Regions from separate parts of the Mus musculus genome. Here region 1 is linked to region 2. Evidence: chromatin contacts called from public Hi-C data. All regions are on one chromosome and are shown on one strand. Each heading gives the region's core, a stretch centred on a gene start, on an enhancer-like site or on the middle of the called end of the contact. The rest is flanking DNA. Distances are from core to core; before and after follow the strand shown. Region 1 overlaps Tln2 (talin 2). Region 2 overlaps Tln2 (talin 2).

What was found. A called contact is a pair of places that touch in the nucleus more often than the background predicts.
Region 1: a contact with region 2 is called in a Hi-C map of uterus, with 2.1 times the contacts expected there. The contact joins two enhancer-like sites. A contact is called at or near these places in 2 of 484 Hi-C or Micro-C datasets (nephron progenitors and uterus), 1 of 115 datasets of contacts at active chromatin or transcription factors (cardiomyocytes) and 1 of 9 other capture datasets (pancreatic islet).

Annotation. Positions count from the first base shown.
Region 1 is chr9:67,548,740-67,551,582 of GRCm38.p6, forward strand. The region is part of intron 1 of Tln2 (talin 2); the gene reads right to left. Among named protein-coding and RNA genes, the nearest start is that of Tln2, 9.5 kb to the right of the region's middle. Within about 2 kb of position 1,257, at least 86 of the 459 cell types and tissues checked have an H3K27ac peak or open chromatin away from gene starts, as enhancers often do. A contact at or near this core is called in uterus, where this site is marked.
Region 2 is chr9:67,378,902-67,381,601 of GRCm38.p6, forward strand. All of the region lies in intron 8 of Tln2 (talin 2), which reads right to left. Among named protein-coding and RNA genes, the nearest start is that of Mir190a, 140 kb to the left of the region's middle. Within about 2 kb of position 1,335, at least 23 of the 459 cell types and tissues checked have an H3K27ac peak or open chromatin away from gene starts, as enhancers often do. A contact at or near this core is called in uterus, where this site is marked.

The sequences.
Region 1 (2,843 bases), core at 7-2,506, 170 kb after region 2:
ATGAATGTGCTCTGTGTGGGCTGGGTTTGCTTGTTTCCCCTGTTTTACATGTTTTGCTTCTAGAACCCTGAGATCTTTCTTTTTAGAAATAAAAATGAAGTGTGGTGTGGGGAGACGGCTCATTTGGTAAAAGTCTTGCTGTGCACACAAGAGGACCTCAAGGCCAAGTAAAGGCCAAGCATGGTGACATAGACAAGAGGATCCTGAGGCCTGCTGGCCAACTAGAATAACCTAATAACACTGAGCCCCAGGTCCCAGAGAAGTGACCCCCATCTCAAAAAAAATAAGCTAGCGGTGCTGGTGCGATGGCTCAGTGTGTGAAAGAACATGCGGGGCAGGCCAGCCAACCTGAGTTTGATTTCTGGATCCAACAAGGGAACAGAGGAAAGTTATCCTCTGACCTCTACAATGAACCGTGAGGTATGCGTGTGAACATTCACAAAATAAAAAAAAATAAGACTTATGTTTAAATAAAGTAAATGGCCCCTAAGTGATAGCGCTTGAGGTCAGGGGACCTGGGGCTCACTGTTATTAGGCTCAAGCTAGCTCAGAGTTCAGCAGCTGCTTAAAGATCACGTCCTCCCTCCCTCCCCCAGGTCATTCTCTCCCTCACATCTTCTCCATACAACTACACTTGTCTCTTGGGAGCCACACAGCTGGCCAAAGGACACAGTGCCAAATGCAGCTCAGGGGTGCTGGGCTTGCTCGGCTACTCAGCAGGAGATACTGAAGTCATTGCTTCTGCTCGGAGAAGGGAGGGTATTTTTATCACAGAAATAGTTCCATGGAACACAACATCTGGGTGGGACAGCTTCTGTCCTGACTACTATGCTGTAGCACAAATAAGACCTTGCCAAAGCCTGGAGGCTTTTGTCAACAGGGCTTGTTAGGGCGGAGCCTATTTGGAACGCCCACTTCTTTGTTCTACTAACATCTGGCAAGAAACAGCTCCTACAGAGGGAGGTCAAGGCAACCCTAGAAGAAAAGAGAAACCATTATTTCTGACAGCCCAGCTTTCCATTCACTTTAAAGCCCAGGCCCACAGGCCCACAGCAGAGTCCCCCAGGAGAGCAATCCAGAGAAGGTAGCACCACTTTTAAAGAAAATGGCATGAATAAGCCAGAACTTGAGCTAGGAATAGTTCTGGTCTATTCTAAGGATATTGATAACAAGGATGGACCAGAGAGAGCACAGGGAACAAGGCAGGAAGCAGCCTGCTGGGGGTTAGTCAGGCCAAGGAGGCTCATCCCCTGGAGTGTCATCATTCCTGTTAAATATGGGATCTGTCACAGAGGCCTGCGGAGGAGCAATGCAGTCTGACAATGCCTTGGAGAAATGTGCTTCCAGCAAATGTTAGAGACCAGCAAGGGCACAGCAAGCATTTGCAGGAGTGTCTCCCCAAGGCAGAATGGAGGGAGGAAAACTGGGCCACACAGAGAGAAGGCCAGGCCTCTGTGGGTAAGGACAGGAGAAGCTTCACACTCAACTTACTTCCCCTCCCAGGTCTGAGCCTAGTTAGTATGCAAGCATCTCTCAGAAGCAAAGACCACCAAACCTCAGGGGAGCAGAGCTTGCAGGAAAGGGCTGGGCAAGTCTAGGAGGCTGAACCACAAGACCACAAAAAGCTTCTTGGCCCCAGGTTTCTGGCTAGATAACTTTTTAGGAAGGGCATGCATACACATATGCAATTAAAATGCGTGGGCGCGCGCGCGCGCACACACACACACACACACACACACACACACACACACACACACACACCAAAACTGCTAACAATTTTAGACTTTTCACATTTCGTTTTGAAAATAACTTTTTTTTTTTTCCTTTTGGTTTTTTCGAGACAGGGTTTCTCTGTGTAGCCCTGACTGCCCTGGAACTCACTCGGTAGACCAGGCTGGCCTCAAACTCAGAAATCCTCCTGCCTCTGCCTCCCAAGTGCTGTGATTAAAGGCGTGCACCACCATGCCCGGCTTAGATGGTTTTAATATTAGTAATCTTCTATGCTACTGAAAGTCCTCCTGGTTAAAGATGTACATTTTATATTTTGTTGGGGTTTGGTTTTGGAGTGTCTTACTATGTAGCCCTGGTTGGCCTGGAACTCACCCATCTGGCTTTGAACTCACAGAGATCCACCTGCCTCTACCTCTTGAGTGTTAGAATGAAAGGCATGTACCACCGTATCTTGGAACACTTTATATTTTTAACAGGAAATTTTAAAAACTATTCTTCTGACCCTGAATGAAATTCTACAGACGTAACCATCTCAGGCTTTAAAAAGCATCATTTTAAAGAAGTTAGTTGCAGTACTAAACAAAAGAAAGAAGGAGTTAGAGAAGGTTAAAACTATAACCACAAGGTCCAGCCAGTGTAGTGGCACAAGCCTTTGATTCCAGCATTTGGGAGGCAGAGGCAGGAGGATCAAGGCTAGCCCAGTCTACATAGAGTTCCAAGACAACAAGGAAAGACCCTGTTTCAAAACAAACAAAGTTAATCAGGAATGTGAGACTGGGTGACTGGGAACACATTTACTGGTATAAAAACAGTATGTCTTATACCACACTCTGGTAGAGTTATAGTAGAATGGAATCAGGGTCTTACTATATAACCTATTTAATAGATTCCAACTTTATCACAAAGAGTAACATTATTTATAAAGGCCCTTTCTCAGACTCAAAGGCTCATGAAGGCATTACATAATTTAGTCTTGATGTCAGCTAAAGAGTATTTTTACTCCTCACATAAAGCAAACAGAGTTAAGAACATTCATAACTGGGCATGAAATTTCTGTAAGGAAGGACAAGGTTGTCCAACTTATTCATTTCCTGAGTCTGTTTGTTTCTTTG
Region 2 (2,700 bases), core at 85-2,584:
GCGGTAGTGACAATGCCACCAAAGGACACTGGGAGTCAAGTTTTGCTTTCACCTCTGTTTTAATGCTGACTCAGCAAATAATCACACCCCCATCTCTAGCTGGTATTCTAGAGCTTCTCTGAGTGTGGTCTCTGGACCAGCATCATCAGCATTAACCAGTACCCTGCTAGAAACATCAATGTTCGGCTTTGCCCAGACCTGCTTAAAAGGCCCAATGGAGAGCTCAGTGGCATATGCCAGCACGCCCTGGTTCTGAGAGAGACAGAGGAACCACAAGCTGTGGTCAAGAAGCTCAAATTACAAACCAGAAGGACTTGGACTTGACTCCAGGTTCCAAGATCACAATGTCTGTGTGACTGAGAGTCCTGGGTAAGCTCTGGTGGTTTGCGGAATGGCCATGGCTTGAAGGAAGTCCTGGATGACTGGGAATGCCTGGAGTGGTCACAAAAAGTGACTGTCCTAAGATGAGGATGAGGAAGACACACAGCCCATCCACAACGTGATAGCCTGGCTCATTTACAAAGAGCAGGAAGTTGTGTCTCATAGTTCTTCAGCCCAGGGTGTGTGACGTCAAGGTGATTTTATATTCAGTCATCTGGGGAGGGCTGCCCCCTTCAGAGTGGAGGGACAATGAGTCTTTACCCAGGTGATAAAAACACTATCAAATACTTCATCTTTATAAGGGCCCTGATTGTATCCTGAGGCCACATATGCATGGCCCTAATGGCAGCATGGCATCTTAAAGACCACCCTTGCTAAGTTCAGTACATGGGCAATTAATCCCTTAAGTGTGGAAGGGATCCATTGATCATTGCAGCCAGGAAGAAGCACAGGCACTGGGCCTTAAGATCTAGGCCACTGTCGGTATTGTTCTGTGGTCCCAAACTAGTCCAAACACCCTTTAAAAGCAGCCCAGGCCAGTGCCCTGGAACTTGTGGCAATACAGATCATGCTGGTTTGCTGTGATCCTGAGTTTGGAAATCATCAGGCAGATAAATAGGGCCCCTAGCAGGCTGGGCCAGGAACAAACAGCATTAAACCATCATTTAAACCACCCTGGCAGGAGAGCTCTGAGCTGTGAGATTCACAGAACAGGAATTACAAAACATCAACCCAACAAACAGAAACAAGGAAACACTGGAGCAGACAAGTGTCTCTTCCTGCATTTTACTTTCAACGTAGTGAGGCAGAGAGCAAGGCAGAGCTGAAGAAGAGCCTAGGTTGAAAGGCCACCTTCCTGGTTAGTTTGGAAACACAGATTCTAGCCAAAGATTCTACAAAAGCACACCAGCTCTGAAGGGGGAAGTACTATTTGAACTGCTGACAGTTTTAAAACTGACTCGAGGCCTCCTACTGTGCCGAGAGCTTTGCTTGTTGACAGTAGAATTATCTAGAGTTTGTGGGGGAAAATGTCCAAGTACACTCCGAATTCTTTCAGAGCACAGATTCATGTCTTGGGTTGCTTTGTTTTCTCAGTAAATACTTGCCTGGAACGGCCACACAGGGAACAGAGGCTGGCCAGAAAGCATGAATCTGAGGCTTCCTTTGCCTCTTACCTACCTGCCCACCCTTCCCTCCACCAACGGGCACTACCTTCACACAGATGCAGAGACCCTTTTTGCCTGGCATGAACACCTTGTTTCACCTTTGCCAACTGTGAGTACGCCAGGCTCCCATCTCAAAGCCGGACTACTGCAACTATGTTTTGAAAAGTGATGTTAATTGTGGAATCTATACCCTCACCATGAAGAGGTCCGTGTTAATGGTACCACGTTTGCTTTGTTGTGTGTGTCTGTGTGTGCCACTGTGGCACATGCACATGGATGTCCCACTCTACCATCCTCTACTTTATTCTGCTGATAACAAGCCTGAGCTAGACTGACAGACAGCAGGTTCCCGGGTATCCTCCTGCCTCTGTTCCCTGCCTCTAACACTGCTCTTGGTTATTGGCTAGGGTGGCCACATGGTGAACTCAGGTCCTTGTGTTGTACAGCAAGCATCCTTAACCACTGAGCCATCTCTTTTTTAAGACAGGGTCTCATGTAGCCCAAAGCTCACTAGGTAGCTAAGAGTGACCTTGGACTTCTAATCTTCCCGCCTCAACCTTCTGAGTCATGGGTTTGCAGGCATGTGCCATCAAATCTGGTTCCTTTTCGGTATTTCTAACAGTAGCTACTTTCTTGGCATTTGTTCTCACGAATATTTTATCATAGTCTTATGCCTTCATGTATCTATGAATAATAATTCATCCGGTCTCTCTTTGTGGATGTAGTCTTAAACATAAAGAAGCATATTTTGGGATGCCCTGTTTCCTCTGAAAAGTCACTTGTATTTTCATACATTCTGAAATGTGATACCTTGTGGCTTTTTCAACTTTCAGGATTGCTTGAGGTAGGAGAGATGGCTGAGTAGTCAAGGCACTTTCTGCTCTTGTGGAGGACTGGGGGGGATGTCAATTCCCAGCATCTAAATAACAGCTCTCAGTTTATATGTGTGTGTATGTATGTATGTATGTATGTATGTGTATATATATATATATATATATATATATATATATATATATATATAAACACATATACATATATGTATGTGTATACACACACACACACATATGTAAAACATCCACACACAAAATAAAAACAACTACATTGTGAAAAAGCATTTGCTTGTGGACTCAAACAAATGAGAATGGCCTTGAGT